Linked DNA regions of Mus musculus: all the other regions are linked to region 6. Evidence: chromatin contacts called from public HiChIP or PLAC-seq, capture Hi-C and promoter capture Hi-C data. All regions are on one chromosome and are shown on one strand. The core of a region is the stretch at or near the end of the contact, and the rest is flanking DNA. Distances in the headings are between cores, read along the strand shown. Region 1 has its middle 39 kb from the start of Plcl2. Region 2 holds the start of Kat2b (K(lysine) acetyltransferase 2B). Region 3 holds the start of AY702103 (cDNA sequence AY702103). Region 4 has its middle 16 kb from the start of Gm31015. Region 5 holds the start of Rab5a (RAB5A, member RAS oncogene family). Region 6 holds the start of Satb1 (special AT-rich sequence binding protein 1). Region 7 holds the start of Plcl2 (phospholipase C-like 2).

Region 1 (3,277 bases), core at 355-2,854, 1.4 Mb after region 6:
TGTAGGTTTTTCCACTTCTAAATATGTGATTTTATGATTTTCAAAAATCATACATTTAAAAATGCATGTACTTTGTTCTTTTCTGTGTGCCTGGGTGTTTTGCCTACACATCTGTATTTGTGCCACCTGTGTGCTTAATGTTCCTGGAGAGCAGAAATGGGTGTCAGATCCCCTGGAACTGAAGTCACAGGTAGTTTCAAGCTGCCATGTGGGTGCTCAACACGGAACCCAGCTCTTCTGCAAGAGCAGCTAGTGCTCCTGACTGCTGAGACTCCCTTCTGGTCCTCTGCCTGCTTCCCACAGCAATCCACATTTCAAACACACACACACACACACACACACACACACACACACACACACCTGTATGCACTCATATAAGTGAGATCAAAGCTTACCCTAATGGCTTTTCCAAACTCGAACTCAAGTTTTTTCTATTTTGTCGTATATGATTCTGCATATTCTGTTTTAAATCATTCTGTCCCTTCTGTGTTTGACACTGTTTTGTTTTTTTGGTGTTGGGGATCAACATACTAGGCAAGTGCAATGCATCTTAGTTATGTTTTCAGCCCTGTGTTATTCCACTGTTGTTCGATGCTTTGGAAATGCTGGTAAGTATTCACAACATTGATCCCACCACCTGTTCATAGGTCAAGACCTGGTATTTACAAAACACTTGAAAAATAGGAGACTGGTAGCTTCAGGGAAGGAAAAAGAACATCTGAGACACTTAAAAGGAAAAGAGTGGGGAGGGTCACACAAAGGAGAGTGACAAGAGAAAGCCTGGTTCCTGTCTTATGTCTTGGCCAGCTCAGAGCCTGCACTTCCGCATGCACCCCTGGCCTTCCGGCTCTGGACCTCTTCCTGAACCTACTTCCGGTTCCTGTACTCAGCTGCCTGTCACCTCTTAGTTATCTAAAGGTGCCTTTTGTGCTCTGAGATCTCTAAGTCCCTCCTGCATGCCAGTCCTCTTTCCCTGGTATGTCCAACCTAACTATAACTCTTCCTCCTCCTCCTCCTCCTCCTCCTCCTCCTCCTCCTCCTCCTCCTCCTCCTCCTCCTCCTCCTCCTCCTCCTCCTCCTCCTCCTCCTCCTTCTCCTGGAGGATTCTAGGAAACAAGACTAAGTGGAAATGATCTGGTTTTAAAAAGGTTTTGAAAACCTTGACAATTTGGAGAAGATTATGCGAGCAATGTGGTATGGAAGAACACAGGGAAAAGACTGGAAGAGCCGGAAGTTTACCAGCAGCAGGAGGCCAGTCAATAGGCTGGATCCATGCCAGCCCTAAAGGGAAAGCATTTAGACTGCCTAGAGAGAGAAAAAAAAAAGTAGGCCAGAAGAGGGATTTCTCAACAAGAATCTCAAGTTACTATCTTCATATGCTTAGACCAAGACCACGGTGAACAGATTTGCAAAGCCATGGGCCTCCTGTTAAATCTCTTCTAAATGAAGTGAAGCGCTGACATAGCTCGCTAGCGGTTGTGACCTCAGAGCAGATCAAAGCCGGTTTCCTCAGTGCAGAAAGAGCACAGGAGGGCTTCGGTGGTGAACCAGACTCTGGTTCGCGTGCAGCCAGAACAGCTTGCCAACCTTGGTTTTTACGATTTTTTTTTTTTTCAGCTGCTGAGACAGGAAATGACGTGAGGCTCTGAACACACTATTACAGCAAGCAGCTGTTCTGAGAGAACTTTCTGTTTCCAGGCCCGGCACCTCAGAATGTTGGCTTCTGTGTGGTCGGTTGTTGAAGACCAACTCTGTGCGAGGTGTTAGGTTGAGAAGAGGTGCAGCAGAGGATGCTGGAGCCGCAGCTGAGGTAAAAGTGTGGCTTTGATCTTCATGCCAGTTCCCTAAGCACGGCTTACTAACCATTCCGTCCTATCTTTTCAGACTTGAGTCTTTTCAGACTTGAGGGAACTTCATGACCTCACCAGACTCTAAGCTGCATCCTATAAATAAGGTCCTGGCTTCCCATCTCCTCTTTCTTCATCCTATATAAAAGGTTGTGCATGATCAGTTTTCTCAACAACCACAATGGAAAAAATGGAGAAGTAAAGAGGAAAAAAAAAAAAAACCACGAAAATGCAGCAGTTTGCCTTTCCCACAACTAAAATGAATGAACCACCCCCATCCCCTTCGGTGCCTGGGAGAGGAAGTACAGTTGCAAATGTTACCCGCACTAAACCAGATTAATTTTCCATTCAAGAGGAAAAGTAAGCAGCACGGGGCAAGGGAGGCAAATTGCAGGGCCCTATTATTTAGCACGTTTGAAATGAAAGGCAATACTGCTATTGAAGGCAGGCTGAGGAGCGCTCTCTTCCTCTCGCTAATATCCGCCCACAGGTTGCCTAGCAACCAAATTACATCGTGGAGAACACTCCCCAGCAATAACTGACCCTGAATTTTAATTTTCATGTTGACGTTGAAGCAGACTAAGTAAGTAAGTAAGTAAATAAATAAATAAATAAATAAGTACAACCACTCTGAAAGAGCATTCATTTTGATAACTGAGCTACAACTGTAGACTATAGGATAGCAAACACAACATTTTTTTTTTTTTTTTTTTTTTGGTAAAGACTTTCTCTTTTCTGGAGCATTATGCTAAAAAGTAAAAAGAATCTGGAGAGGCTTATTTTAAAAAATACCACGATTCCATGATTGCTTTATGAAGATCAGAATGGGAATTCTACTTAACAAAATAAACCCTAAAATCTATGAAAATACTGTATATAAAAAAAAGAAATGTCAAGTTTTAATCGTTGCTTTTTTGAATGACCTTTTAAAAATGAGAGCTAACTGTCAATGTGGATCATAAAAGACCACCCAGAACCCCGGCATCACTTCTTCATGCATGGCAGAAATAGTGGTTCACAGGAAGAAAGGAAAGGCAGCCTGTCCTGGGTTTCTCCTCAGAGTGCTATTTGAGTCCAACAGTAGGAACTGAGCATGCTGAAAAGACCTCCCCGCTGTCCCGATTGTCACATGGGCACACTTTTAGAAATGTGTTCTATGAGTTCAGAGTTCCTTTTCTCTGGGTCTGGACACAGCATGTTTATCACTTCGGAAAAGACATCCTTCTAGCCTAGCCTGAGGAGGAAAAGAAAACAAGGAACACCTCTTCTCATTTCCATGTGTGCTAAAATGTCTGCATGAAACTTAATTCCCACCAACAATACTGAGTATGTACCAGAGCAAACAGAACAGAAACAAAGGCTTGTTTAGGGTTTAGATCCAGCTGTGGAACCCCTTTAGACATCTGACCTTTTAGCTCACTGATAAAAGA
Region 2 (3,298 bases), core at 739-3,238, 1.7 Mb before region 6:
CTTCCAATTTTTTTTTTTTGCACGCCTTAGTCTATACCACGTGACGTTAGTATTTCCCAGCTCCTCTGCAGAATTCAAAAGTAGTAATATACTTGCTTCGTGGAAAGTATTCTCAGTTGCCACTCACATCTCCTGGGGGGCTTTGTTGGAAATGTAACTCCTCAGACCCCACCCCAGACCTCCTGATTTTTGCTTTTAGCGATTCCAAAGCATATTTGTGTGCATAAGGCACCGCACTGGAGCCCTCTCAGGAAGGCACAGCAGGTGCTGTGACTGCATCGATAAACAGGAGGTGACCACAAGGAATGGGCAGGGCATGCTTGAGACCCCAAGGTCCTTAAAGCTCCAGAAAACACGACAACCAGAATGTCCCGGAAGGGAAGTCATCTACCAGGTTTATCCATCCTGGCTGTACAGTGGGGAGTAGGAATGAGAACCTGGATGCTGCGGATGCGACTCCTTTTACAGTAGTAAGCTGGAGCAGCAAGCAACACGGGAGGTGTGAGTGAGTGAGTGCCTGGTCCCAACCACAGGCCGCCCGGGCTGACAAGGCCAAGTCCCCGCCCACTTCTGCTGTCACCCAGTCAAAACAAAGCCGCAGTCTACAGTGCAGAGTCGCTCTCCCCTGCAGCCTGGAGATGCTGAGCCCCCTACAAGTGCTCTACAGCTGGATGCCCTGGGTGCCTAAAGTCCCCAAAGAGGGAGAATGGCAAGAAAGCTGTCTTCAAACTGAGCAGACGCGCTCGCCGCCTGGGCTGTCACCCTGCCAGACCCTGTTTACACCCTAAGCGGCCAGGATCCCGCTTTCGCTAAATAAATAATAACAATAATGACAGGGTTGTCGCCGCACGGCCGAGGCCGCCAGGCGCCAAAGGACAGGGGCTTGGGGCAGTGCCCACCTCCCACCCCGCGCTCCGCCCCTTCGCTCCCGTAGAGCGCCAGGATTCCAGGACACTTCTGGGTGCTCCACAACCCAGCTCCTCCTAGCGGGGCTCAGTGGGGAGGGCGAGCGCGGGGAGACACACGCTAAGATGCCCCCAACCCCAAAAAAGCTGCTTCCCAACCCCGACAGATCTGCCACACCAAGCACAGTTACACTCCCTGTGAAAGGACTCCCGCGAGCTCCTACAGAGCAGAAAAAGCCCCAGTGCCGAGCGCTCCGAAGCCAAGACTCATCCTTCCCAGAAGAGGGACACCGGCAGATCTAGAAGACCCCCTACCCCTGTCCCAGTGAGATGCTGTGCAAGCCGCAGCGGCAGAGCGCGCGCACAGAACGCAGCACTTCCGCGGTGCCGGCGGGAAGCTGGGAGTGGGTGGGGGAGGGGAGGGGGGGTCCGAGCCCGCCCGTGACCCCGCGATTGTGCTCATCCCAGCGGGTACCTTGCAGGCGGAGTACACGCCGAGTTTCTCCAGCTTCTTCGCCCGCGGAGCAGAGCGCAACTGCGCCTTCTTCACGGCGATCCGGGCCGAGCCGCCTCCTCCCGGTCCCTCGGCCGTGCCCGCCGCGGCCACCGCGGTCGCTGGCCCGCAGGAAGCAGAGCTCCCGGCAGCGGTGGCCAGGGTCCGGGGGGAACCGTGCGGGGGCGCGGGAGGCAGTGCTGGGGACCCGGCCCCGCCAGCCTCGGCCATGCCGCCCCGACTGTCACCCGCAGCTGCCAGGGTCCCCGCGGGCGCTGGTGGCGGAGCCGAGACCCTCCCCCCCCCCCGGCCGCCGCCCTGCGCCCTCCCCGCCCCCGCCGCACTCGGCCGCCAGCGATCGCAGGCCCCCGCGCCTCCCCAGGCGGCTAGGACGCTAGCGGGCCCGAGCGCCTTGGCCGCGCTCTGCTCCCCTGGGCCTCCGGCATGCTGCTGCGAGCGTAGCCGCCCGCCGGGAGCGCCAGGGCCCGTAGGTGACCGGCGACCCGCGAGACCGGGCCGCTGCAGCCCAGGCACCTGCCGCCCTGCGCTGCTGGCGTCCCTGGGCCTGACACCCTCCCGCGCCGAGACCCAACTTCCTCCACCCTAGCGGGAGCCAGAGGAAAAAAAAATGTTTTCCAGAAGTACCCGTCAGCGGCCAATCCTCCTCTTTGTTGCTAATTCACCAAAATCATGGCGTGAAGGGTTCCTTTTTTTTTTTTTTTTTTTTTTGACTTTGAGTTAAACTTTTTTTTTTTAAACAATTCTTCCCCATCGTCTTCTCCTGGTAGTTTCTGAACCGAATATGACCAGAGAGGGAGGGAGATGACTCAATGGTGTGTGTGTGTGGTGTGTGTGTGTGTGTGTGTGTGTGTGTGTGTGTGTGTATCACATAATACTTGTTCGTTTGAGAACATTACATGTCGGCGAAATGAAAACTAAACGCATGGAAAAAGTTTGAAATTAGTCCGCCTACGGGGTTCACTCGAGGTTGGCTACTTTCAGCTGCTAGTGTGTCTATTGTTTTCAAGTTAACCAGAAAGACAGCGTCCAGGAAAGTGATTCCGATTTTGACTTAAACTTCAAAATCAAAACTATTGTCCCTGGCTCTGATGGTAGGAAGAGATTGTTTCATTTTTTCACATGGGTCAACCTTCCTAAAGCGATTTGAATAGCCCTGCATTGCCGGTCAGCACCGTTGGCAAGTGCCCTAATTCTGCGGAGCAAGCATAGTCACAATGTGGGACAATGGTCGTAATGAATTTGTGATTGGTTGTCTAGCAAGCTTGGTAGCTCCTGCTGAACTCCAGCCATATGGGATGGGCTTTCCCTTGCAAATACTCTTACCAGTCATGCTTAAAGTTGCATTTTATGTCTCAAGATGTGTTTCGCCAGATTCTGTGTCCTTTTAACGCAGAGTAATGCAATGCCAAGAGAGAAAGAAGTCTCTTCTCAAAGGAGTGACACCTGCTGTGAAACTGCAGCCTTACTAGGCTACATCTAACTGAAGTCCTTACCTAGGCTTGACCTTAGCCTAGTGTGGAAGCTCAATAGAGTAAGACTCTTGCCTCAAAAATTAATTAAATTAATTAAAAAACAGGCCAGGAGCGGTGGTCTTCACCTTTGACCCCAGAACTGCAGAAGCAGAGACTGGCCAGGCTCTGTGAGTTTGAGGAATTCTGGTCTACTGTTAGGAGTTCCAGGTCAGCTAGGGCTACACAGTGAAACCTTGTATATAAAGAAACAAGGAAAAAAAAAAAAAAAGAACTCAGCATGTCTTTAATCCTGGCATTTGGGAGGCAGAGGCAAGTGGATTTCTGAGTTCGAGGTCAGCCTGGTCTACAAAGTGAGTTGCAGGACAGCCAGGGCTACACAGAGAAATCCTGTCTGGGGAAAAAAAAAA
Region 3 (3,225 bases), core at 678-3,177, 1.6 Mb after region 6:
GTGGAAGGGGAATATCTTTTGCTGGTCTGCAGTGATTCTAAATCGCTCAGCTGCCCCTTGTTAAGTTTGAGAGCTTGCCATCTCCCTGGCTTCCATGTTGAGTGCCTAGTCACAGGGCTCCTGCTCCTCCTCTGCCTCCTCCAGTCCCCATACCTCTAGTACTTGGTAACTGGGGTGCCACACTGATCTCCCAAACTGACAGCCCGTGGTAGAGATCTCCAAAGGCCACACCCTTACTCTCCTGGGGCTCATACCTATCCTTGACTAGGTTTGAACCTGGCTCTGGGTTGCCTGTCCAAGATCCAAGAGCCTTATCACTGGGCCAGTCTCTGCCCACAATGCAGTGTGTGGTGCATAGGGAAGTCACATTGTCCTTCTAAACACTTTGGGTGCCTCAGATGGCCAATTGTTGTCATTAGATGGACTCCCTCTCAGGAATTTGAGCTGGCGGGTAGAGGGAGCAGTCTGCATATACTAGAAGCCATTTTTGTCCTCACTTCCTCTTCTGAACTTTTCTGAAAAAGCTCTCCCAGGAAATCATCTCTAGAATCCCAGCAGGTCGGAGAGGGAGTCAGAGGCTGTGGGAAATGGCAAAGCTACAGACCTGTTTGTGTTGGAAAGATGTAGGATTTTGAGGTCTCTGAGAAGCAAGCTCCATCTTTTTGCCTCACCCAAAAGGCATCTTCTTGTAGGAATGAAGGCCCATTGGGAAATATTCTTGCAGGTGGCCCCATCATTCAAGGATCACTGCTTCTGAGCTTCCATATTTGTCTCTGGGTTTTCAGAACTTGTCTCTGAGTTTTCAGGCAGGACCACTGTGTGGTCCACAGCAATTCCTTGACAAGTGCCCACAGGCACCTTAATGGCATTGTAATGGCTCCACTTGCTGCTTGAGTGGTTTTCAGTATACCCTCTAGCTGCTGTTTTCCTGGGGAGACTAGCTGGGGACTTGGTGAGTCACTTCTTGGCTGTCTGACATAGCAACTGTCCACCCGTGTCTCGGAGACAGCCTCTAGATCTTTGCCCAGGGAACCCTCTGGGATCCTGTACAGATCTCTCAGAGATCTTCCTGCAATGTTTGTCAGATCCTTGCAAAGGTCCTTCCAAATCTGGAATATGGCTGGACCCATTGATGAGACAGGCGCTCCTGTGGAGGCTCCTGGGTGGCTTTTATCTGCCAGTGTTGAGGAAGATGGAGCTTCAGGATTAACTTCTGCATGACCCATCTCTGGGAGTTGGTTCTCAGACTTTACCAGATGATATCTGGATCTTGTAGGGCCAGTGGCCCTGGTTGTTGGCCTTTGTGCTTGGATGAGAAGGTGTTCAGGGCCTTGGAACTCAGGAACCATCCAGCTCTGAGGTGTGACAGTGTCCCAAGGGAAGGGTTTCTGGAGACACGGGGGCCCAGGAACCACACATCTTTGAGAGGAAGTCTCCTTCCTCATTGGAGGCTTCCCAGCTCCAGGGAAGGATGTCCCCAGCTGAGCTCAGGAGCCTCAAGCCTACTCCTTCTCTTCCTTTCTTGTCTTCATTGCTTCTTGTCTTCTTCCAATGAGAGAAGAACATGACAGCAGAGCTCATGAAAGGCATTCATTGGTGTGTCCACAGTATGGAAGAATGCATCCTGGAATATTAGTGCCTATGGTTTCAGGAGAGTGCAGAGAGCACTTGCTAATTGGACAAAGTCCAGTGCTTGTATAGGTGTTCTTAGGGCATGGACCTTTCTAGAGTAAGATTTCCAGAGTGAGGATGGCTGGCATCTCAATTTCTGAGCCTGAGGGAGCTCAGGGATTGGTGAGTTTACCTGTTCAGGGATTGGTGGGTTTTGATGTCCAGGGATAGGTGAGTTTCTGTGGGAAGTTCAGGGTTTGGTGGATTTTCCTATTCAGGAATTGGTGGCTTTTATTCAGGCTTTTCACCTAGAATTAGCATAACGTGGGTGGGGCCTGTTGACATGCTGGAGATGACCCTTCTGACAGTTATGACAGTTAGTGGGGTTCTGGGGGAGGGGCCTGGCTGCTGGAGAGCCTCAGTCTCAGCCAGGACCATTTTCTGAGTTGAGGTTTACAAACTTTATAAAGTGTACAGAGTTTACAAAATATATAGAGTTTGCAAAGGGAGTCCAGGGCAGGAAAGCCATTCCTGGCACTTGAGTGGCCTGCATATCTAACCCAGGTGTTGTCATGAACCCCTTTTTAAAGTGTTGTTCCAGCTGCTCTCAGAGCTCTGGGTAATCTTGACAACATTCCCTTCTCTTGACAAGAAAGAACACCTGTCCTGGAAAGATGATTTGCTGGTAGAGGACACAGTCTTGAAGCTAGATTCTGAGGACCTGGAGGCAGGGATATCTGCAGCCAGCAGGACCTTGGAGGCACCGTCTTGAACAAACACACTAGTGGTACAGTCCTACCACTGACATTGGTAGCTGAGTCACAGTGAGCTGTGCACAGACCTACATCTTCTAGATCCTGGAGAATCGTTCTAGAATTGGACTACCCTTTGCAGGAAGTCTAAATCTCTCAGATGTCCCTTGCTAATTTGAGAGCTTGCCATCTCCCTGGCTTCCATGTTGAGTGCCCAGTCACAGGGCTCCTGCTGCTTTGCTTCCTCCAGTCCCCAGTACCTCTACTACTTGGTGACTGGGATACCATGCTGCTCTCCCAAACTGACAGCCCACGGCAGAGATCTCCAAAGGCCACACCCTCTCGCTCCTGGGTCTTATACACACCCTTGGCTTTGGCAAACAGGACGATGAGACCACATTTGCTGGCAATTGGCAGCTGAAGGACGACACCCTGAAAGAAGATGTGTTGTCTGTTCCACCACGGTCCCCACAGTTCCACATCATCTCTCCAGCTTTAAGGAGACCCCACCTTCCCTGCTGTGGCTTTCCAAAGCATCCAGAAGCACGCTTGCCGGCCCAGGAGTGTCCCAAATGGTGGGATAAAGTAGAGGAAGCATTTTAGCGCTTCTTACTGCTACATCAGTAATTCTTGACACCCAACCCCCTTTCAGATTCTCTCTTCCTCCTCCCTCTCAGCAACACACAAGGAAGGCGTGTGTCTCAGCTGGCAGGCTGCTTGCACAATACACACCGGAAGCTCTGGGTTCCACCCCAGCACCTTGTACAGAAGAGTGTGGTGGAGCACACCTATGTGGTCCCAGTCCTGGAGGCAGAAGGGTCAGAAGTTCAAGGTCAGTTTCAGCTATACAAGGATTTCAAAG
Region 4 (3,236 bases), core at 468-2,967, 1.4 Mb after region 6:
CTATGAACAGACATCATGACCAAGGCAACTCTTATAAAGGACAACATTTAATTGGGGTTGGCTTACAGGTTCAGAGGTTCAGTCGATTATCATCAAGGAAGGAACATGGAAGTGTCCAGGCAGATGTGGGGTTAGAGGAACTGAGAGATCCACCTCTTGTTCTAAAGGCAACTAGGACAAGACTGGCTTCCAGATAGCTAGGACAGGGTCTTAAAGCCCACACCCACGATGACACACCTACTCCAACAAGGCCACACCTACTCCAACAAGGCCACACCTCCTAATAGTGCCACTCCCTGGACCAAGCATATACGAACCATCACAGGTAGGCTAGGTCTCCTATGAAGTGCTCTTACCACATGAAGAAAATAAACTACTAGACTGTAGCTTATTAGTTGGATGCTGGTCTCCGTTTGTGCATAAGGTTCCAGAGTCAAACTCCCAACACACAACTACAACAAAACACCACTCAGAGACACAAGAATACTGTGAGAGAAATCGGATTAGATGCACTTATTATCTCGATTTTGAGCACAATGATAGTTTCATAAATAACTGCCTATGTTCAGTCTCAAATTGTATATAAGAAATATAAGTTCTTTGTACATCAACTGTGACTCAGTAAAGTTGTTTAAAAAAATACCTCTGCCATTGCAGGAGAATTAAGAACAACAGTTATACTAGCAGTGCTAGGTTGCACACAAGAACCCTTTGAGGCAGGTTGTTAGCGCCTTATTTATTTATTTATTTATTTATTTATTTAAATTAAGAAAGCAAGACAGAGAGGTAAATTGGTGAGCCCCCTTTTCAGGGTGTAGGTTCCATAGCATCTCCTAAAAGAAATCCTCTATGGTAGATAGTTCCTCAGAATATTCTGCTCCTACTTTTCCAGCCCCGTCAAAACACAGCCACTCTGCCAGATTCATGGGCTCCTGGGCCCTCAGTTCCAATTTGCCGTTGCTACTAAATGATATCAAACACTCTAATTCCGTGTGTGTGTGTGTGTGTGTGTGTGTGTGTGTGTGTGTGTGTGTGTGTGTGTGTCTTGCATTCCGAATCTCCACTCGAACCCCTGGACCACTATTCACTCCTTGCAGATGAAGCCTGGAGCTTCATAAGTCACCTAAAGCCATACATTTAGGAAAGACCAGGCTGACATCTGAAGTAGGGTCTGGCATTCCACTGAACTCCTGCCTTAAGCGTCATGCCATACATCTGCATGAATGACTGTGTTCTCCCTTGAGCTAGCACAAAGAAGTGTGCTCTGAACACCTCATCAGGGGTGCAGAAGTGGCAATGATGACAGATGATAGCACAGCAGGGACCCTGCTGACTTCGGAGGTGGTATCAGGCACAACAACCATCACCCCTTCACCAATGAGAAAGCTGGCCAAGCCACTGGCCCAGATGCCTGAGTGGAAATTGCAGCACTGGGAAACAACCCCAGAAAGCCTAGCTCCACAGTCCACATACAGAAGCCTGTCTCCCAATGCATGCTCCTAACCTTGGCCTGCCACACAGCGTATCATTTCGAATGAATTTTAGTGAGAAGAAAATAATCACATCCCTGGAATGGGAATTTAATACATTTGTGCCAGATGGCAGCAACTGATCTGTGACACTCAGTCACATGTCCTGCTCTGAGCATGAGCCGGTCAGAGGGTAAGAGGTTAGTGGCAGCTCCCACAGAGGGCCTGGAAGCAAGCAGTGGGAAGCTGAGTGATACCTTCCTGTCTGGATCCCTGCAGCGTCCACTCTCAGTGCCACAGAGGCCTGTGGAGGTGGCTCTGGACTCTTGGCTGCCCTGGTGTGATCTCTTTAGGATAGAATCCAGAGGTCTGCTGGCTTCCAGCCTGCTGTCAACTTGCTCTCTGGATCAGAAACACTAGTGCCAAGTTTTATGCTGAATTCTGGGAGCATGAACCAGTGAGTCCACAAAGATGGATACACTCCCCGATGACCTACAAATAACTCCACAGTCAGGATGCCCGCTTCCTGGCAACTACCTACAGATTTTGCTATGGCTGTCTTAAGAAATAGAGCATATATGCAGTGAGGAGAACAAGAGGCATGAAGAGAGCCCCCAGCCTAGTGCTTGTTCCAGACCCCCCTACTCAGTGCCTGTCCCACACCCACCCCACTGAATGTTTGTCCCACACCCTCTCCCTACTCATTGCCTGTCCCAGACCCTTCCTCCTGCTTGTCCCATACCCTCTCCCTACTCTGTGCCTGTCCCAGACCCTCCCTCACAGTGCTTGTCCCAGTCCCCATCATGAGGACAAACGCTCACAGCCCTAGCTCTCTCTACTGAGCACAAACACGGCTGATACAGAGGAGCATCTTGTTCTCTCCTTATCAGAGAACTTGTCGGTCGGCCTTTGCTTTAATTGCTCTTCCAACGTCCTGGCAAATGGTCAGAAAGCTCCCTAAGAACATTGGCTACTTGGTCATCCTCGTATGCCCAGGGTTTGCTGCTATGCCTTGCAATGAACCTTGGCTACTTGGTCATCCTCGTAGGCCCAGGGTTTGCTGCTATGCCTTGCAATGAACCTTGGCTACTTGGTCATCCTCGTAGGCCCAGGGTTTGCTGCTATGCCTTGCAATATATTCAAGTATCTGTTGCATGAATGCTTGAGGAAGTACATAAGTTATCGTGTCAGCAGCCTCTTGGATGTTCTGTTTCCAGAAATGTTTTAGTTCTTTTACTGGAACTTTATGACTTGTTTTGGCCAATAAGCCATGGGTGGAAATGACATAATTTATGGTCTAGTGCGTTAGCTGTGGGTACAAGAGCCACAGTTTTCTGGTCCTCTCTCAGGGTTGTTGGTTCTTTTCTAACTGGAGAGTCCCGTCTCAGTCTGCCTCCTATACTGAACATTTTATGTAAGCAAAGAGTCAAACTTTGTTGGACACTACTAATATAACCTGTCCTGACTCATAATCACCTGAGCCTACAGAATGGGAGGGCTCCAGAAAGCCATTCTCTAGGGCAGCCCAACAGAACTTCCTGTGAACATGTAAATGCTCTAAGGAATACCATAATGAAAGCTACCGATTCATCACATTTCAGAACTCTTTTACATTTTGTCCAACTCTGTAATAATGGCTTGTATTTCTTCACTTTTTGTTTGCGTGTTTACCTCTGTAACAGGCTAGAGGGACAGGGGCTGGCTATCAAAGGTAAGCTACACAATCATTCATACCCTGCCTTTGTTTTTGTTTTAAAAAATGTAAAC
Region 5 (3,302 bases), core at 60-2,559, 1.6 Mb before region 6:
CTACACAGGTTGAACATGGTATTAATGTTAAGTGCGAGGGCTGGGGGTGTTCAGTGAAGCTACTGCTCAGTGCACAGAGGTTCTGCACTTATAACTTGTACTTTTATTCCGTCAAAGAAAACTTTTGCATAATATGCATCTCCAATCTTTAAAATAGTTTTTTTATACAGTTAGGAAGTCTTTGATTAAAAAAATTGCACTGAGCCCTTAAATTGTGCCAGGCACTGTTGTGCTGCCTACTTTGTTCACAACCCCACGGGTTCAAATTTTACATTAAGAACGATTCTGGGCAGACCTCAATATTCTGGAAGATGTAACAGTTTTTTTTTTTTTAATTAGTTACGTGCAAGGCAACTGATTCAGAACTTTAAATCCATTTCGGCGAGGCAAAAACTAATATGCCAAGAGTGACAGTCAAAGCTTTAAACTTCTGGAGGCGTTAGGATGTTAACCTGCTCGCACCTTGGCCCGGGCTTCCCACCTCCCACGGAAGGGACCAGAGGATCCCACTACTCGCACAGCCCGGCCAAGCCGGTCAGAGGTAGGCGGAGCTCCCCAATCCCCACCTGCTGGAGGCCTGGGTTCCTGTCTGGAAGAAGCCGAGAAATCAAACCGGGGTGCCGGGGCCAGGAGCTCCGCTGGGCCTGGTGGGCGCGCTCCTGAGCCACCCCCGTCACCCCGGATGCGATCCGGCTCAGTAGCCGGGACAGAGCCCCAAAGACCGGGCTGGAGACCGCCAGGGCCCCAGGCTCTTCCCACGGCGCCATCTTGTGAAGGGAAGAGGGTGCCACCCGCCGCTCCCTCAGAGGATTCCCCACGTCCCAGGCCCCGAAGCTGCTAGAAGAATGAGTCACTAAGCGCTGAGGGCCCGCGGCGGCTTGGAGGCCCCAAGCCCGGCCCGGGACCACAGGGACCCGCCCCGACGGCGGCTTACCTGGGCCGCGTCTCCCGGCAGCGAGGCCACGCACGGCCCGGCCCGGCCCGGAGATCGGATGCGCCGCGGCTGCAGCGGCGGCGTCGCCTGCTCGCTCCTTCTTCTCACCCTGGCCGGCGCGGGACTCTGAGCGCCGCCCGCCGTGCCGCCGCCCCTGCCGGGCTGCGTCTCCGCCTCTCCGTTCCGCCTTCCTTTCTCCTCCTCCTCCAGAGTCGCCGCGCTCGAGTTCCGAGGACTTCTTCCTCGTCGTCGTCGTTCTCCTCCTCCTCCTCCCTCGGTCTCCTCCCCTCAGACCGCCCCGGCTCCTCACGAACCAAAACACAAACACTCGGGCTCCAGCGCAGGAACTGCTTCCGCCGGCTCCGCCACGTAGCCGCACGCAGCGAAGAACGCCGTGACGTCATTTCCGCCGCTGCCCCTCCCAGGAGGCCGGCAGCGGCTTCCTAAGGGGGCGGGGCCGAAGTCACGTGACATCCCCGGGTGCGCTAAGGGAGAATAGTTCGGCCCTCTCTAACGCCTCCTTGATCTGAACCGACATCTTTGGGCTCCGGCTGCAAGGCGAGGCAGGAGCGTCAGGAATGAAGAGGGGGGCGTGGGGTTGCGTCACGTGTCTTCTCCAATTCCCTGGGGCCAGACCTACTCACTTCCTTGCTCTGCCTTCCTCCTCCCCGGGGCTCCACCCTCAGTACCACCATTGTTATCTGGGTGGCGGCGCTCTAAGCCGGCGGGTTGGGAACCCGAGAGGCGTGGGCCAGACCTGCGTTTTATGGGTCTCATCGGAGCTGACAGGGTCCCCACTGCCATTGTCAGCCTGGGTTGTCTTCCCATTGCGGCGATTTTCGGTCTGATGGTTCACTCACAGGCCTCTCACACCACTTCAGCAGCTCAGTAAAGGGGTTTAGGCGAGCGAGGGCTCCTGTGGCTCTGGAAATGCCCTGCTTTTCCGAGAATGGGCGTGTCTGTGATCTCGGAGAGAATTAAGACCCTTAAATTCAAAAGCTGCCTTTAGACAGCAAACCTCAAAAGAATAACTTGCTTTTATTGAGAGTTTACCTGTGTGTGTGGTTTTTTGTTTTGTTTTGTTTGTTTTTTGAGTGAAAAGGAGGAAATCCTAATAATTAGCGTTTATTTGGAATTCCCCATTGAACTAAGTAGTAAACATTTTGGAGTGATCTCTCTCTCTCTCTCTCTCTCTCTCTCTCTCTCTCTCACACACACACACACACCCATTGATAAGCACAGTTGATAAGCACACAGAGTCCTGGCATGTTTGTGGAATGAATGAGGGAGGCAAATAATTTGGCCACGATCACAGGTTAGATATAGTCTAGCCTGCAGCCGGCTCCATAACACTAGTTCTTAAGATTCCAATGAACAGCAGCCCAAGATGTTTATGGCTGCCCACAGCACACCTATTTAAGACGTTCCCTTGATCCGCATAGGTCCAAATACTCCACTCCCCTAAATTCTGGCACTGGTTTCTATCAAAAGAGTCATTCCTTGTCTCTGTCAGAAAGGTTCTGTGGTGCCTATTAGCATACCAAAACACAAGGCTAGCCTTCTGATTTACTCAGTACCTGTGGCTCTTCTCACCCCACTTCCTACCCTAAACTTCTCCAAGTCATGAGCTTCCCTCTTCTAGTTTCTCATTCCCATGTAACCCTACTATTTGACTCTCTCTCTCTCTCTCTCTCTCTCTCTCTCTCTCTCTCTCTCTCTCCCTCCCTCTCCCTCTCCCTCTCTCCTTCCCGCTCCCCTCTCCTGTGGCCTCCTTTGCTCCTTTGTCTTCCTGTCTCACTACCCCATCCCACCCCATGGCCATGTCCAGTCTACACTTTTCTCTCCCAGCTCTGGATTTTTCCAGATGCCTCTGGCTGTACTTTCCCTCATACCTACAACAAAACCCTTCCTTCCCTTCAAACAAGCATGCCTTTGAGTAGTCGTGGCCTCAGTTTATACATCTGGCACTACAAACTTCCTTTATACACAAACCACACGGACATGAATGCTTTGATCAAATCCACCCTTCCAATTTCCTTTCCCCCAAATACTCTCATATTCCACCATGACTTTTCCTCCTTAACTTCAAGTACTCTTTCTTTAAAATCATTTTTAAATTTGATTTTATGTTTATGAATGTTTTCTTGAATATATGTCTCTATACCATATGGCTCTCAGAAGAGGATGTCCTGCCCTCTTAGGTAGTAGTATCCTTTATTTACCTGAAGTAATTGCTGTCTCTGCATACTGCCACAGTCGGCTAATCTAGGACTGGTCCTGGAAGTTTCTAGCCTCTGTACAATCTAATCTAGGCCTAGAATGCCTTCAAGCTCCGAGGTTCCAGCTCAAACTCCTCTTCAAGCTAATT
Region 6 (3,003 bases), core at 286-2,785:
GCCTTCGCTCCACATACAATTATTTATGGGGACTTAATGAGAGAGCAAGCCTTATGTGAAAGAACGCAAGAAAGTGCAGCTGCTAAAAACAGACCCAGGCAGTTCTACAGTCCTTATTTTTACAACTGAGCTTCTGCAATTCCTGCCACGAACCTAACAGCTCCACTCCTTGCCAAACACACAAAGAGAAAAGTAAAAACTGTTTTCGTTCTGCAACCCCCTTAACTTCGAGTAAACAGTAGTAATTTTCTATCGTCACGTTCAATGCAAATTTCCCAAAGGCGACACAACAGGAAACAAAAGACCTGTTAGTTGATAGCTTCCTTAGAGCTGGGGGTTGTGTGGGGAAGGAGTAGCAGGGGAGTGGGTTAAAGTTGATAGAGTCCAATTTCTCCCTAGCTTGGGGGTCCAAGCCTTCAGCTACTTTGACCTTTCAGAGTTCTTTGGAGCTTCACCAGTTGAAAAGGTCCCTGGGCCCAGCCTCCCCTCCTACGAAATCCGCATTTCTTGACCTCTTTGCCCCTGCTTTTGGGTGGGTCAGGGTGGGAGAAGAGACTTGGACAGTGGCTTAAGCATCTCCTTCTGGTTGGGTGCGTCGACCTACAGCTGCCGACAGGAAAATGATACTGATGCAAATAGCTGGGGTTGAGAAGGGGGTCTGCAAGAGGCCCCCTCCTCCTCCATCCACTATGTGTTCCTCAATAGGGGTGCCCAAGAGAAGAGGATAGCAAGAAGAGCCCATCAGTTTGAAGGGAAGGAGGTCCCCTCTAGGAAAGATCTTCTCCATCAAACATTGAAGAGAGGGGAAAACTTGGCCCGCATGCCCCTACTGGGGAGCGACACACCCCACACAAGCTGGCTTGCGGGGCGCGGGGGTTGTGCTCAGGCCTCTCACCTGACTTCCTCCTCCGCTGGCACACACACACACCAATGCCCCGCGCTCTGCACCCCCAAAGCCCAGGCAAACAACGACAAGAGGAAGCGGCGGGCGGCGAGGGTGCGCGGCGGGGGCGGTGCAGGTGAGGGCCGGGGCGGTGGGGCTCCGGGGCTCGCCCACACTTACCCTGGCGGCCGCGGGGTCGCTCTCCCGCAGCGACCCTGCACCCGGGCGGCGCTCAGGGATGTGGCGGCTGCGGTGGCTCGGGCTCGGCTCAGCTCGGGCTCCACTGCGCGCTCTCGGAGCCACCGGCCGCCCAGGATCCTGCCGCCAGGGGGAGAAGCGGCCGCGGGCGCGGGGGAGGCAGGCCGGGCCCGGTCGCTCCCGCTGTGGGGTCCGCAAGCCCCCCACGCGGGCGAGAGGCGAGAGCGCGGCGCCCCAGGCACGCACGGCCCCCGGCCAGCGTCGGGGGGCTCTCGTGGGGGCGCCCCGATCGCCCGCGCCGCGCTCTACACTGCGGGCTCCGAGCGGCTCCCGCGCCCCCTCCCGCGCCCCGCCCCGCCCCCGCCCCTTCCCTTCCCCCTCGGCCCCGCGCGCTCCCCGCTCGCTGCTCGCCGCGCTCTGCCCCCTTTAAACGCCCACTTCGGATGGGGAGAGGAGACAACTTGAAGTCAAGTTGCCATTAACTTCCGCGGCGGCCGCCAGCTCGGCGGCGGGGAGGTGGCAGCAGCTGCAGCCGCCGCCCGGGAAGTCCGCCGCCCGGCGCGCCCGCGCGGGGAGCCGACCCGGCCTCGGCCCGCACCGCTGGCCCGCGCTGTCCCGGTTCCACGCCTGAGTGAGTCCCGCTTCTTTGCTCCCTGCCAGTGCTGCTCCCGCTCTGGGTCTCTTGCCCGGCTCGCCTCCGTTTTCTGCGGATGCGGAACCGATCCAAACTTCTCAGTGGCCCCGGCTGGGGCGACTCTGCGCCCCTCGCGTGCCGGGGTCTTGCTGGCCCTTCTCTCGAGCGCGCTCAGACATTCGGGAGGACTGGGCTGGTGAAGTGAGGGTCATGGCCGGGATGCGGACTTACTTGGCGTCTTTGCCTCTCCCGCACACCTGCCCGGCAGGAGTCCCTCGTTAGACACTTTAGTCCAGGTCGTGGGCATGGCCCGCTTTAGAGGACGAAGGCGGCGTGGGGGGAAGCCCTCGGCGGGCGAGTGGGGAAAAGGGAGCCGCTCAGTGAGCCCCGGTGCGGGGAAGGAGGCGAGGTGCGGGGTGGAGTTGGAAAGGTCGCGCGCCAGATCTGGAGTTCACTTAGCATCCTCTCCCATCTCATCTCCCCCTGTTCTTTCCCGGCCAGCCCTACTTTGCTGGTGGCGAGCGGAGGTGGAGAGGGGCCTGGGAAGTTTGTGGCAACTTCTCTATCCCGAGAGCCACTCGGGCGCTGGGCGCTCAAGTTGGAGCCCAGAGTTTGAGAGCCGAAGAACAGCGCTCGTGCAGCCCACGCCGGCGATCGCGGGTCGGTCCTGGAGGGTGATTCGGGTTTGGGCTTGGGCGGGAAGCCGAGGGAGGTACATGGTGTCTTAGCTGGGACTGTGGCCCCACAGGTGCAGCCCAGGGGGCAACTCCTCATTTCCCTGCGACAGTACACACCCGAGAGCGGCGGCCTTCTACAGTGTTCCTCCATTGCAGAGCTCCCAGGGTGGCCGAACTGGGGTTGGGCAGCTCGAATGCAAGGGACTGAGGGGGCAAGCGGCAGGTCCAGATGGTGACACGTGCGTGTGCTTGGCCCAGCAAAAGGCGCTAAACAGGTCCCTTCTGGGATGATCCCAGAAGACCAAGAGGACAGCAGCTTAGAGCTCAGGGTAGAGGTTTTGACCCTGGCCTCCACCAGGGCCAGGTTTTACTTAACAAGATGTCAACCACAGGCTCATCTCTTAAAATGTCCGGTTGACAACTTTGACCTCTGCACCCTTTCTGGGAGAACTTTCTCTGAGGCATGTAGGATTCCCAGGGTTAAGACGTGGATTTCACTTGTCCATAGGGACCGGAAGACACCCAATTCCCTGGAGAGAACCTTTTCTGCTCCCGATTGATTGGCTGGGGTTCCATGTTTGTATCCTTGGAGGCCAGAGAACCCAACTTTC
Region 7 (3,225 bases), core at 225-2,724, 1.3 Mb after region 6:
GATAACCCAGAGGCACCTTCACAGTACTTGAGCATTTCTGAATTTCAAATACCACCAGTGTCAACTCTGTGCTGTTGGCACATTCTGACCTGTCTCCTAAGGGTTGTCAGCCACAAACAGGATGAGTTAGCACCAGACAGTACTCACTGGCCTGTCCTAAAAACTCCTTCATGTCTCAAAAAGCAACATTCCATATTTGCTCCATATTTGAACAAGCCAAATGGGCTGATCTGGCTCAAGGTTCTACTTTTCGTAGCTTATCAACTTTCTCTTTTCACTTCGAGTCACAAGAAATATTTTTATGTTGCAACTACACTGCAATGTTTGAAGGAAGCCACCATAAACTCTTAATGTCACCTCTTGAAATTTAAAATTCACAAAACAACTGGTGGCTTTCTAAATAGCACCATGAAAAACAAAACAAACAAAAACAAAAACAAGCAAAAACCATTCCAAAGAAACTTGCTAATTTGGAGAGGCCTGCTTATAGCAGCTAGGAAAGAATTAAATTGTGCGGAACTGTATTCTCTCAGAGCTTTTGAGGCTAAAAAAGAGGAAATCTGTGTTTATGTTCCCTTTCTCCGAGTAACTGAAGGAGAGGTATTTACATTCCCCAAATACAATCACTTGCAAGGGGCAACCAATTACCCAGTAGATTAGAAGAAATCTATTAAATAATATATGTTCATTGCCTGGGGTTTTGAGAAAATATTTTCACATGATCCCTGTCCTTTAAAATACAATAGAAACCTTACAGGGAGTGTGCCACCATGCTAAGCTGCCTCTGAAAAGCCTGTCCTACCCAGGCAGGTACAAGGCCATTTAATTCCAAGTCAATCTGGAGAGAGGTGACAGCCCCAAGTTGCTCTGGGGATGTCAGAGCACAGCACTCCTGCACACTCAGATCACCTCTCCATTCTTTCCCAATGCCATCAGCTTTCCAATCCCTGCTCCAGCACTCCAAACACCCCTACACCCTGGCTTCCCCTTCGCAGTGGGCTCATTTTGCATCGCCTCCTTCCGCCACAGCTTCTCCGGGGCGGGGAAAGCGAGCCCAAGGACGCGCGCGGGTCTCCTACTTACCTTGATGATGCTGCTCCGGCGGGGCAGGCCGCCCGGTTTGCTGTCCCTGGGGACCGGACCGGCAGCTGGGCTAGGGGTCCGCGCGAGCGCCACGCCTAGAGGTCCCCTGCCAGGGCTGGTCCGGGCTTCGTCCCCGGACACGCCGAGGCTGCAGTCTCCGTTGGAAACCCCGCCGCTGTCATAGCGCGCCCGCCCGTGGCCGAGGCGACCTCCCCCGCCACCACCTCCGCCTTCCCCGGCTCCGGCTTTCAGGGCGCCCTTGGCGCCTAGGGCCGGGCTCGGGGAGGTGGGCAGGGCCCCTCCTGCGGCGCCCCGGCCACACTCCGCCATGGGCGCCCCACGACCCGCCTGCACAAAGCCGCGTCCCCGCGTCCCCGCCGCCGCCGCCTCGGGCCGCTGCGCGCGGCCCCTCCTCCTCGCCGCCGCCGCCGCCTCGGCCGCTTCTTCCGCTTTTTCTTTTCTTTTTTTTTCTTTTTTTTTTTTTTCTTTCTCTTTTTGGTTGGGATGTGGCGCGTGCAGCGAGCTCGCCTCCGGCGCGAAGGACGTCGTGCAGGCGGAATTACCTCTGGGGTCCTGCCGGGGTCGGGGAGAGAGAGAGGAGAGAGGAGTCAGCTTGGGCGGCGGCGCCCCCGCTGCCGGCACCTGGGGAAGGAAAACACGCCCCGGCACACGCGCCGCTGCGGGCGCCAAAAATAACGCGCGCGCGCCAGCGCCCACCGCCGCGCGCCGCGTCCCCTCCGGCCCCGCGCTCACCGACGAGCGCCGCGTCCCCTCCGGCCCCGCGCTCACCGACGAGCTCGCGGCGGCGGGGCGCGAGGGACACGTGCGCCCACTCCGCGGCGCTGGCGACACGCGGAGGCGCGGCGCGCGGGGCTCCGGGGTTCCCGGCTCCGCCCAGGCCCGTCAGTCTCCCCCCCCCCCCCCACACCTTCAGGGCTCAGCCGAGGCCCAGGGCGGCTTCTGATGGCCCCCGGGCCCACCGCCACTTACCCGCGGCCATCGCCTCCCGGGCTTCGCGCTGCCCCCTACAGGCCGAGGGGACCCGTCCGGGCTCCGGGCACGGGCGTTGCGGTTGTGGTCGCTCTCCTAGGCCGGCTCAGCGAGGCGCACGCCACAGCCAGCTGTCAGTCACCTGAAGGCATCCCGAGGGGGACAGCGAACCCGCAGGCCGCGGGCGAGCTGAGGGTCCTGGGGCTGTGGTCTTGGCCGCTGCACCTCGCGTCCAGCTCCAGCCCTTCATTCGGAACCCGCTCCCTTCCCACCCTGCTCCCCCTGGGCTTCCTCAGTGGAGCAAACCCATTTCCCATACAGAAACCAATCCTCTTGCGTGTCCTTGGGCTGCTAAACTCAATGAGCACGACAGGTTGCCAGGATCTGGGGTAGGGATGGCATGGCTGGCAGGCGTTGAGAGACAGAAGACCTCCGCAGAGTTTATTTGGTGCCTCTGGGTTGTCCCACGGAGGTTTATCATTGTAGTCTGTGTCTTTCCTAAACCTGACACTAGAGAGACTTGCTTGTTCAACCCCTAGTGGGTACCATCCAAATCAGGACCATCGTTTGGGACAGGATCAAAAATCAATGATTAACATGTCGCTCTCATATGCAAATACTTTCCTTAAACCTCCATTCCTGGAGCCAAGGAAGAACGCAGGGCCACTGTGTAGCCTGGCAGAGCCATTGGCAGAAGAGCAGGACGAGTGCACTGTGTGGTACCAGAGGCTCCACCCACCTCCCCAACCCAGCCACCCTGAGGTCCAGTTTCATGCCTGGTTCTGGCTTCCCAGTTTTTCTCTCACTGTATTTCATCTTCTGGAAAGGCACTTTCCCTGGGCCAGGAGTACCTGAGAGTCCCCTGGGACAGAACTTAGAGACCTTGCCCTCGTTACCATAATATGGTAGCAAATTGCCAAGGAGCCTCTAAGGAAACGAGCTTTACATTCATAAACATGTCCACCCTTTCCTCAAATGCGACATCAAAATCCTTTCGTTATTCTTGGGGTGTTTTAATTCTTCTGATCCCCTTGGCACGCTTTTGTAAACATCTGGGCAAGTCAAATAGGGCCTACCCACTAACAAATGTTTTCTTATGGATAGATGACATTTTAATTCTTTTTTTAGCCTCACCCCTCCATATTAACTCCT

Evidence for each region. Promoter capture Hi-C pulls out the DNA fragments that hold promoters and counts their contacts. HiChIP or PLAC-seq counts read pairs in DNA pulled down with a chosen protein or histone mark. Capture Hi-C pulls out chosen DNA fragments and counts their contacts.
Region 1: a contact with region 6 is called in an H3K27ac HiChIP or PLAC-seq map of microglia, with 6 times the contacts expected there. The contact joins the enhancer-like site here to the promoter of Satb1 in region 6. A contact is called at or near these places in 3 of 39 promoter capture datasets (the C10 cell line, hippocampal neurons and pre-B cells), 3 of 115 datasets of contacts at active chromatin or transcription factors (microglia, pro-B cells and stem cell-derived neural progenitor cells) and 3 of 9 other capture datasets (adipose tissue, embryonic stem cells and liver).
Region 2: a promoter capture Hi-C map of pre-B cells shows a contact between it and region 6, with 4 times the contacts expected there. The contact joins the promoter of Kat2b here to the promoter of Satb1 in region 6. A contact is called at or near these places in 2 of 39 promoter capture datasets (hippocampal neurons and pre-B cells) and 1 of 115 datasets of contacts at active chromatin or transcription factors (stem cell-derived neural progenitor cells).
Region 3: an H3K4me3 HiChIP or PLAC-seq map of embryonic forebrain shows a contact between it and region 6, with 8 times the contacts expected there. The contact joins the promoter of AY702103 here to the promoter of Satb1 in region 6. A contact is called at or near these places in 5 of 39 promoter capture datasets (the 3T3-L1 cell line, hippocampal neurons, liver and 1 more) and 3 of 115 datasets of contacts at active chromatin or transcription factors (embryonic forebrain, pro-B cells and stem cell-derived neural progenitor cells).
Region 4: a promoter capture Hi-C map of liver shows a contact between it and region 6, with 4 times the contacts expected there. The contact joins the enhancer-like site here to the promoter of Satb1 in region 6. A contact is called at or near these places in 6 of 39 promoter capture datasets (the 3T3-L1 cell line, 3T3-L1-derived adipocytes, the C10 cell line and 3 more) and 3 of 115 datasets of contacts at active chromatin or transcription factors (embryonic forebrain, embryonic midbrain and embryonic stem cells).
Region 5: a promoter capture Hi-C map of pre-B cells shows a contact between it and region 6, with 2.5 times the contacts expected there. The contact joins the promoter of Rab5a here to the promoter of Satb1 in region 6. A contact is called at or near these places in 4 of 39 promoter capture datasets (the C10 cell line, cranial neural crest, hippocampal neurons and 1 more) and 2 of 115 datasets of contacts at active chromatin or transcription factors (astrocytes and embryonic stem cells).
Region 7: a contact with region 6 is called in a capture Hi-C map of embryonic stem cells, with 4 times the contacts expected there. The contact joins the promoter of Plcl2 here to the promoter of Satb1 in region 6. A contact is called at or near these places in 4 of 39 promoter capture datasets (the 3T3-L1 cell line, hippocampal neurons, liver and 1 more), 3 of 484 Hi-C or Micro-C datasets (all in embryonic stem cells), 3 of 115 datasets of contacts at active chromatin or transcription factors (embryonic forebrain, embryonic hindbrain and embryonic stem cells) and 2 of 9 other capture datasets (embryonic stem cells and liver).

What each region holds. Positions count from the first base shown.
Region 1 is chr17:50,468,983-50,472,259 of GRCm38.p6, reverse strand. No RefSeq gene overlaps it. Among named protein-coding and RNA genes, the nearest start is that of Plcl2, 39 kb to the left of the region's middle. Within about 2 kb of position 1,604, at least 294 of the 459 cell types and tissues checked have an H3K27ac peak or open chromatin away from gene starts, as enhancers often do. A contact at or near this core is called in adipose tissue, hippocampal neurons, liver and 4 more, where this site is marked.
Region 2 is chr17:53,565,661-53,568,958 of GRCm38.p6, reverse strand. Kat2b (K(lysine) acetyltransferase 2B) reads right to left here and starts at 1,988. Exons shown (of 18, transcript NM_020005.4): 1 at 1,381-1,988. The coding sequence starts at 1,629.
Region 3 is chr17:50,237,910-50,241,134 of GRCm38.p6, reverse strand. AY702103 (cDNA sequence AY702103) reads right to left here and starts at 1,927. Exons shown (of 2, transcript NR_131975.1): 1 at 1-1,927.
Region 4 is chr17:50,438,107-50,441,342 of GRCm38.p6, reverse strand. No RefSeq gene overlaps it. Among named protein-coding and RNA genes, the nearest start is that of Gm31015, 16 kb to the right of the region's middle. Within about 2 kb of position 1,717, at least 30 of the 459 cell types and tissues checked have an H3K27ac peak or open chromatin away from gene starts, as enhancers often do. A contact at or near this core is called in liver, where this site is marked.
Region 5 is chr17:53,477,241-53,480,542 of GRCm38.p6, reverse strand. Rab5a (RAB5A, member RAS oncogene family) reads right to left here and starts at 1,309. Exons shown (of 6, transcript NM_025887.4): 1 at 935-1,309.
Region 6 is chr17:51,831,179-51,834,181 of GRCm38.p6, reverse strand. Satb1 (special AT-rich sequence binding protein 1) reads left to right here and starts at 1,535. Exons shown (of 11, transcript NM_009122.2): 1 at 1,535-1,712.
Region 7 is chr17:50,507,796-50,511,020 of GRCm38.p6, reverse strand. It overlaps Plcl2 (phospholipase C-like 2), which reads right to left and starts at 1,474. Exons shown (of 6, transcript NM_013880.3): 1 at 1,084-1,474. The coding sequence starts at 1,413.